Linked DNA regions of Mus musculus: all the other regions are linked to region 1. The links are chromatin contacts, called in public HiChIP or PLAC-seq and promoter capture Hi-C maps. All regions are on one chromosome and are shown on one strand. Each heading gives the region's core, a stretch centred on a gene start, on an enhancer-like site or on the middle of the called end of the contact. The rest is flanking DNA. Distances are from core to core; before and after follow the strand shown. Region 1 holds the start of Abca8a (ATP-binding cassette, sub-family A (ABC1), member 8a). Region 2 overlaps Gm39444 (a long non-coding RNA gene). Region 3 has its middle 28 kb from the start of 1700023C21Rik.

Region 1 (2,826 bases), core at 34-2,533:
TAAAAATTCAGGTGTAGAGTTGATGGGACAGTCCCATTGGGCAGTAGTTGCACAGTAGCCACTCACAGCTTATTTCCAGAGAAGAAAACAACACATGGTTATATAATAAGGCTCAGAGGCAAGTCTTCGTACAAAAGGGTGGAGAAAAGATATCAGAAAGCCTTTTGGGCTGACAAATGGAGAAGAATGTAGTATTAGCAAAAACAAATAAATAAATAAATAAATAAATAAATAAATAAATAAATAAATAAATGTTTTAAGTCAGGGTGTCCAGAAGCCCCAAGAATTGCTCCGGGCAACGGGAACATTCTTAGAGAGATGGGATAACTTGAACCAGTCAAGGGAGCAGCCACAGCCCTTTGTAGCCAGAACTAAGACTAACTCTCTATCTCAGAGTTCCACTGCAAATCAGCCATGCAGCATAAATAAGCTCGGTAAAACGTCCCTCTTGTTTGCTTTTCCTTCCTTCTCTGGTTCCTAGATCCATGCTAGCTCATGTACAAGTAAAACTGAAGGCTTTGCTTCAGCGTGAGTGAATGTTATTGACTCTGTGCCAATCAACAAAACCCTGTTTACTGCAAACTCCTGCCGACAGCAAAGGGTATGACATTTGAAGTAATGCCATTGTAGTGAAGTGGCACATGCCTCAGTATGATTCAATACATCATACCCAACAAATAAAAACGTGCAGGAAAGAATCTTATGTTAAAAACAAAACAAAACAAAACAAAACAAAACCAACAAATAGACAAACAACCTGTAAGTCTGAGAATAACAGGCTGAGACATAAAAGCATTTCTCTAAATGCCATACTAAAGACTTCTCAGGATTAGAGAGAAAGTGTATTGGAAATGCCTGCCAGTTACTGTACAGTTCATGCACATGTGTGTGTCTAACTGCAGCTGGGCAGCAGATTCACATTCATATTCACACAGAAAATGCTTCCAGAAGACCTGCTTACATTTCTCACCATTACTAACACATTACAGGCACATTCCCACATCTTTACTTAAAACTAGAAAATATGACAATGTCTTTAAAACTACCCACAACTTCCCCTTGCAGACCACAGGAAAATAAACCCAGAAACACTAAAACTCTGTGCAGAAAAATAAATAATAACTTCTCCCTAAAAAGTTCTCATTGAGTAAATGAAATCTCACTTATAGTTACGTAATACAAACCAAACAGAAGCAAAAAGGAACTTACATTTGGAATGTCCGAAGAAAGTATCCTGAGTCTTGGCTTACCTCTGTTTCCCCACTCCAAGAGAATGGGTTCTACTTCTCCCCGGTCTCTATCACATCTGTATTGCTTTCATTCTGTTTGCCTGTTTTGAGCATTCCCAGTCAGCCTGACTGCTTTTGGAGGAAGATTGTGGTTGTAATTTTCTTGGCCTGCTGAGCACTGTATTCACGTGACCATTCTCGAACAAATCTCTTTTTTATTGACTTCCAGCCAGTTCCCACAGCAGAGAATTGCCAACCCTACTCATTTGACTAATTATAGTGTCAGAAAAATCTGTGTTGCCGAGGGAGTCCAAATTTGTAACTTTTCTGGGCCCTCCCCCAAAAGAAATTGACAGATTTCAAAAAATAAAATAAAATAAAATAAAATAAAATAAAATATTGTCCCTTAAAAGGCTCTGAGCTCTGGACTTATTCTGCCATGTTGAGGCAGATATTCTAATTATGTTTCAAACAGCCTAGAAAGCAATATCTTGATTTTTTTCCTATATCATATCTTCCATCCTGTCCATTTCCTCAGTTCCTGCTCTGGCCAGAATCAGTCAATAGACTCCATCTTTAAAATGTGCTCAACATTATGTGTTGTGTTTTATAAAAAAGAAGAAGAAGAAGAAGAAGAAGAAGAAGAAGAAGAAGAAGAAGAAGAAGAAGAAGAAGAAGAAGAAGAAGCAGCAGCGAAGGGTATGTTTGGTAGAGGTGCGATATGGTGTCGGGGAAGGGGATGCCTCTGGGGGCCCATGCTGAGGCATCCCTTCCCCCTGAGGTACCAGTTATAGTATAGTATAGAATAGAGTTTATTCATGGCATGGGGAGGGGGAGTTGAGGGAGTAGAGATAGAGAAAGACAGAGAGAGAGAGAGAGAGAGAGAGAGAGAGAGAGAGAGAGAGAGAGAGAGAGAGAGAGAGGAGTAGAGGCCATGAGCACAGGGAATGGCGAGAGAAGGGTCAAAGGGGAAAGAGGATAAGAGAGCAAGAGAGCAAGAGAAGTGAGTGAGGAGGGGTTGAGCAGCCCCTTTTACAGTGAGTCAGGCACACCTGGTAACTGTAGCCTAGAAGAAATGCTAACGTTATGGGTCTTGGGAAGTATGGCTCAGAACAACATTCACTCAGAACAACATTCAGCTACGTATAGGAGATTGAAAACCAAAAGTAAGGCAGCCTAAAAGGACCCGAGTTAGACAAGTCACAGCTTAATAGAGAGATTTTAGTAAGAAGGGAAGCGTGAGCCACTGCCCAGCTAATATTTAGAAAATTCTTTTTCGTTTTCATAGCTAGAAAGAAAGAAAAAAAAAACCAAAAATTAGTTTCTGTGTGTCAGTGAACTTTGAAAATACGAGTCTTCAAAAACTACTTATGACTTCAGATAACATTCTCTGTAGTCTCCAAGATTATACAACCTAACCCATCAATTTTTAATTCATAAACCAAGCAAATGCATTTGAATCTCTGGGGACCTTACCTATTCAGAATTCTCAGATGGTTTCTCTATCGCTGGTTGGAATACACTCTCGAAAGCTCTGGGGAGGGTTTGCTGCTCAGTAAGAATTCATGCCTATGGTTTTGTTCTCATTTTAAGCTTC
Region 2 (2,916 bases), core at 285-2,784, 170 kb before region 1:
AAAAGGCAGGCAGGATGATCTATCTCTTGACAAAACTGTGCTAACTTATGACATAAAAAATATTGGCAAGATGTGGAAAGGTCAAAGTTTGCTTCAGATGTCAGCCCTGATGAAACCCTGAAGTCACCTAGGAAGAGCAAACCTCGACTCAACAATTATTCACATCAGACTGTTCTGCATCCATGTCTGTGAGACATTTTCTAGATTGTTAATTCACTGATGAGGGCCCAGCCTACTGTGGGAAGTGCCACCCTTAGTCACATAGGTCTGTGTTGTGTAGAGAAGCAAGGGGAGCAGGGCATGAGGAGCAAACCAATCCGCATCATTCCACTGTGGTCTTTGTTTCATTTGTGCCTTCAGGTTCCTGCCTTAGCTCCCCTCTATTAAAGTCTGTAACCTGTAAGGCGAAGTCATCCCCTTTCTCCTTAACTGGACTTGGCCAGCGTTTTACTATAGTGACAGAAAATCAGACTAGGACACATGGTTTAATAGAAATAAAAACCACCAGCACTGTCTTTAATGTCTTGACTGTTAGAAGTAGCTTGCATAAAGCTTTTGGTAGAGAACAAGGCTGTCTTTGTTTTATATTGGGTTTCAATATTTGTCCTAAGTTGCTTCTCTTCACTAGTCTCAGAAGCTCTTATAGCTTACTGGACTCCTCTACTTCCTTTGAATATAATGTCCTGACCTTTCACACGCTGGAGTTCCATCAGGTTTTTTATGATTCGAGTGGTGGAAGATCCACCTCTCCCTTCATTCTCACCCTCTGACACCATCCCTCTCCCTCGTAGACCCCATCTTTCCCTTCTTCTGCTTTCTTTGCCAGCAATCTCTGTCTCTGGGCTCTCTTAAGAGACCTGGGATCCAGGCTCTTGGACCACATTCCATTCTAAATTCCTGTGTTTGAAACATCAGACAGGCAACACAATGCTTCAGAAGTCTGTGTCCACCGATGCAGCAACCCCCACAAGTGTAAATATCTTTACTATTCAAAAGTCCTTATCAGCGAAGCAAAGGAAGAGGTCATTCACAAAGGAACACATGGAGTTTATATCAAGTAGAGGCAGAATGTCATTGCCAGACAGCTGCAACTAAGTGCTTAACAGCTGTGGTTTGGGTTTCACAATAACCAAAAACAAAACCAAAAACAGAACCCCAGTAAAATCTGATGGCTGATGGCCAATAACTGTGGCTGTGGCCATTATACAAAGAGTCAGATGACCTTTGGTTCAGAATGGCACAGATCTGAAGACAAGTCACTCTAGGTATCTCTTTGTTTTCTCCTTCCTTATCCTCTTCCCAGTCTTTCTAGATGATTACCACTTAAATGATTACCTTGTGAGTTACTGGTCTCCACCGCCTCCAAATCACAATAGAATTAAGCTACTTACTGTATTTGAGCTGTTTTCCTAGTTATTGGCTTGCTGCCATTCCATTTGAGGCGGACTTTGCCAGTTTCTTTTGAACCCCAGAAACCCACAGACTGTAACTAGAAGGGCCAGTTAGTCACCACTAAAGAAATGTTTGCAGACTCTTGGTCAAACAGGTCACCTTTGGCCATGTGCCTTGTATTGAAGTAAGAACAATTTATCTTTGATAACCCTCCAGTTGCTTTCCAGTAATTTTGTTCTGCTCTCACCCATAAGCCTCCAATGATTCCTTCAAATTCAAGGATAAATGTCTTTCAGCTCACATTCATAAGACAGGCTAATTCCAAAATGCATCTCCTTATCTTTAAACATTAAAAAGATTTTAAAATTTATTTATTATTTATTGGTGTGTGTGTGTGTATGTATTTGTGCAGATAAAGGGCAGAAAAAGATGTCTGATTCTCTGGAGCTGAAATTAGAGTCACCCAAAGTGGGTGCTAGGAACTGAACTGGAGTTCTCTGGAAAAACGACTAAACCATCTCTCCAGCCCTTCCTTAAAATATTGCAGTGAACACTTCTGTTGATAGCATGCAGCATGGCATTCTATAATGTTATTTTGTTATCTTTTTGCTTCATACCACATAGGTATGATTTCATTTCTGATTGAATTTGGAGCACGTTGGGAAGGGTCTGGGGTTTCTACACCTGCTGCTTTCCAAACCAAATTAGCATGACATTGAAGCTGTTTGGAGCGATGAGAAGATCAATTGTCAGTAGGACCCTGGGTAAGCTCTTTAGCTATTGTATGATTTTGATTAATCTACTGATCTCTGAACATTGACTTACAGAAATAGAGAAGAAGAAATGTCTAGTGTCTGGGATTCTACTGTAACAACATAGTGTGTTAAGGTTTGGTAGGATTGGATGCTCTATTCTAATCATATATCCAGAAAGCTCCCAGCTTGGCATTATATTCCTTGGGATTCCAAATTGCTACATCTTTCTAGATAATGAAAAAGGTCAGTTAGATATGCAAACTTAGTCTCAGGAAAATACAATCACAATATATGTCTTCTTCTTTTATGGTGATATACATGAATGGGGACAGAGGGTTTTATAGGCATATATTTTTCACAACCTATCTTTGTAAGGGTTCAATCTCCCTTCTATCCCATCACCCACCAGAAGTAGTGGAAAAGAAAGGTAATTAGGAGACAGGGGAAGTGGACATGTTTAGAAATAGTTCTTTGGGGGGTGATTCCAATCATTGTTGTTCTCAGTCCAGTTCACTAGACAAACACAAAACACAAATTAGCATCTGCAATCCGGTCCACTTGACAGACACCACACATGAATTGTCAAGGGCAGTTCAGTTCAGAAGAAACCGTGAGGCTCACCAACCAGCCTGATTCTGTGGAAGAGGCAAGAAGACACAGGGATGTCATGAGAAGTTCTTTGGTAAGCTTTTCTCTATTAAGTCATTACAAAGGAAACGCAGCAATGCAATGCAAGGTGAACCAATACATCCATGTTGCCAGCAGACTG
Region 3 (2,949 bases), core at 233-2,732, 220 kb before region 1:
GGAGTTACCTCACAACAACTTGAGAGGTCACATGAGAGAATTCTTCTAAAGTGAATCGTTTGCATTTGTTCTTTTGAAAATCTTAAAGTTGATTTATCTTATGTGTATGAGTGTTTCCATTTATGTGTCTCTGTGAATTACACAAATGCTAGGGGCTTGTGGAGGTCAGAAGAGGATGTTAGACTCCCTTGATCTGGAACTAGGGACGGCTGTAAGTCACCATAGGAGTACTAGGAAGTGAACTTAGGTTCTCTGCTAGAGCAACGAGTGCTTTTAACCACGGCACCATCTTTCCACACTCCACCTTCCAATTTGCATATATTCTTGATCAACCTGCCTTTATAATGAGTAGACTAGAGATTTCAGTTCCTGGGTCTCAGGTCTCACATCTCCCACTGTCCCCTGCCTCCAAGTCACAGGAGTCATTTTAAGTGTGTTCAGACAATTAAAAGAAAATGACTGATGTGTCCAGTAACATTGGCAGCTGAGGGTCTTTTGCAAGAGTCTTCTTCCTAGAGGTTGAGCCTATATCTGAGCTAGACCAGCAGAAGCTCTTCAGAAGAAACACAGTGATTATTAAAGGGAACCGTCCCTGGTTAGATCTGAATGCAGTTCAAGCTGCTACTTCCCAAGAAACCAGGATCAAATACTGGGGAGACACATTTTTGGTCCACCTTCATCAGGAGCAAATTCATGCCATAGCTCTGCTAAAAATAAGAAGCCCATCAGAGCCGGGCGGTGGTGACTTACACCTTTAATCCCAGCACTTGGGAGGCAGAGGCAGGCGGAATTCTGAGTTCGAGATCAGCCTGGTCTACAGAGTGAGTTCCAGGACAGCCAGGTCTACACAGAGAAACCCTGTCTCAAAAAAAAAAAAAAAATAAAAATAAAAAAAAGAAAGAAATCCATCAGAATATTTTCCAGATTCGACCAGAAGATGGCGCAATCTGAAAACTAATTTACGCATCTCCACAAAACAAGGTTTTTTTCCCCGCACTAGGGTCTCACAGAACCAAGTATTACAAAACACAGTTTTAAAATGCTTATTATATATCCTAATATCCTAAATATCATGATAATTCTTTGCATTCCTTGGTGGGGAGTATTTCTATGAAAAGGTTTTTTGGGGGAATGATACAAATAAGGCAAGCCCCCCCCCAATCTTTGCACATTCTGGAATTTTAGAACATGTTCCCAGATTCCTATAGGGAAGGGTACATGAACAAAGGACTCCTCTGTGGCTGTAAATAAGAAGCTGGGTTGGGGCTGGGAGGAGGAGCGCGCTCTAGAAAGAACCGATTTCATGGCCGGAGCTCTGTGACCTTTTCCTGCTGCCCCAGAGGGACAGAAGCTTCCTGACTGCTACAATCCAACCATTTGGTTTTTCTTACTCTCATGGAATTTAAGAGTTGGATGGGACTCTTGAGAACATTTGGTCCAAGCCTTCTCCCGGCACGGAAGTCGTTCTCATTATCTCCCTGGCCACAGCAAGAAACAACATCTGTCCGAACCTCACCACAGCCATCCCATTTCCGTGCGGCTCTGGGGGGCGGGGTAGCCTCGGAAAGACGGGGTGGGGGGGGAGAGGGGGCTAGCCTCTTCCGCTGTACTGATAATGATAATACTTCACGAATGTGGTACGTACACACTTCCTCATTGAAAACCAACATTCCTCTAAGGGATGGGGTACGTTGTGGGTCACACAATAAGCAAACCAGATTGCATAACTCCCTCTCCTGAATTCCACAGCCAGCATCTGAGGAGGGTACTATTGTTTCCTTGTGTGAGAATGAGGGACTTGGTGCTCAGAGAGATTAAGTCGCCTGCCATCAGAAAACTCGGCACATAAAGAGTAATCGGTGATGGTCGTCACCAGAGGCTTGCCATGAAGGGTCTAACCCGAAGTTCATGCCTTCAACTCTGCTATTCATGCATCTCTGTGTGACAAAGGGCCACCAGAGCCCTCACTGGGTACATCTACCTCACTGAGGCACCTAGCTCATTCTCCCACGGCTGCTCAGCAATGTGTCTAAGCTCTCTACCTTCTGATTCACGAGAACCCTCCAGGTATCACATACTAAGATCGTGCCTATCACTAGCCCTATCTTTCTAACTGTCCTCTAGAGAGATGAGGCCCGGGGACATGGTTCAATGGGTAAAATACTCGCCTCAGAATCATGAGGATCTGATTTTGATCTCCACAACCCAGACAAGAAGCCAGGCTCTGTGGCTGTGATCCTAGTTCCGGGGAGACAAAGACAAGGCAGATATCCCTGGAATCCATAGTCCAACCAATGTAGGAGAATTGGTGAGAGACCCTGCCTTGAACATTAAGGTGGAGAGTGGCTGAGGGAGACACTTGGCATTGACCTCTGGCCTCCATATGTACAAGTGTACATGAGTGCATACGAATGCACAAATGCAACTATAGCTGTCAATCATCTACCTTACTGCCCCTTGTAAATCACTAACCCCCATGGAGTCCTGTTTTCCTAGTCTGTAGGCCTCATTGTACGGTGTTGTAATCTTCTGTAACTCACTGGACATCTGCCTTCCCCATTAGACTCTGTGAGGGCCAGAGTTACTTTGTTGTTATCATTTCCCTGGGGCCTCATCCAGTTCCCTGAATGGCGCAGCTGTTCAGTTGATAACATAGCCAGTCTACCGATGGGAATAATCAGACCTTCATTCCTCCTACACAAGATAATTGTGAGAAACAAAGAAGGGGTCTGCTCATGAAAAGCACCGTGTTCTGTTAAAACCAAGCAACCAACCAACCAAGCAACCAAGCAAGCAACCAAGCAACCAACCAACCAACCAACCAACCAACCAACCGAACAAACAAAACAACACCAACAAAAACCAGTTCTGCCATCACTGGTAACAAACAAACTACATGTTAGGCTGATTAAGAAACCAGCTTCTCTCCTGGCTAAAAGCCCCAAATGG

The links. Promoter capture Hi-C pulls out the DNA fragments that hold promoters and counts their contacts. HiChIP or PLAC-seq counts read pairs in DNA pulled down with a chosen protein or histone mark.
Region 2: a contact with region 1 is called in a promoter capture Hi-C map of liver. The contact joins the enhancer-like site here to the promoter of Abca8a in region 1. A contact is called at or near these places in 16 of 39 promoter capture datasets (the 3T3-L1 cell line, 3T3-L1-derived adipocytes, the C10 cell line and 7 more), 1 of 484 Hi-C or Micro-C datasets (nephron progenitors), 2 of 115 datasets of contacts at active chromatin or transcription factors (extraembryonic endoderm stem cells and pancreatic cancer cells) and 1 of 9 other capture datasets (adipose tissue).
Region 3: an H3K27ac HiChIP or PLAC-seq map of heart atrium shows a contact between it and region 1, with 5 times the contacts expected there. The contact joins the enhancer-like site here to the promoter of Abca8a in region 1. A contact is called at or near these places in 23 of 39 promoter capture datasets (the 3T3-L1 cell line, 3T3-L1-derived adipocytes, the C10 cell line and 14 more), 2 of 15 datasets of contacts at CTCF or cohesin (the NIH/3T3 cell line and embryonic stem cells), 69 of 484 Hi-C or Micro-C datasets (the AML12 cell line, the BV-2 cell line, the C2C12 cell line and 30 more), 7 of 115 datasets of contacts at active chromatin or transcription factors (bone marrow-derived dendritic cells, embryonic forebrain, embryonic stem cells and 4 more) and 2 of 9 other capture datasets (adipose tissue and macrophages).

The regions. Positions count from the first base shown.
Region 1 is chr11:110,094,654-110,097,479 of GRCm38.p6, forward strand. It overlaps Abca8a (ATP-binding cassette, sub-family A (ABC1), member 8a), which reads right to left and starts at 1,284. Exons shown (of 39, transcript NM_153145.4): 1 at 1,210-1,284.
Region 2 is chr11:109,926,032-109,928,947 of GRCm38.p6, forward strand. It overlaps Gm39444 (a long non-coding RNA gene), which reads right to left. Exons shown (of 2, transcript XR_880288.2): 2 at 1,774-2,782. Among named protein-coding and RNA genes, the nearest start is that of Gm39444, 3.1 kb to the right of the region's middle. Within about 2 kb of position 1,535, at least 23 of the 459 cell types and tissues checked have an H3K27ac peak or open chromatin away from gene starts, as enhancers often do. A contact at or near this core is called in adipose tissue and liver, where this site is marked.
Region 3 is chr11:109,872,614-109,875,562 of GRCm38.p6, forward strand. No RefSeq gene overlaps it. Among named protein-coding and RNA genes, the nearest start is that of 1700023C21Rik, 28 kb to the left of the region's middle. Within about 2 kb of position 1,483, at least 35 of the 459 cell types and tissues checked have an H3K27ac peak or open chromatin away from gene starts, as enhancers often do. A contact at or near this core is called in adipose tissue, cochlea, fibro-adipogenic progenitors and 2 more, where this site is marked.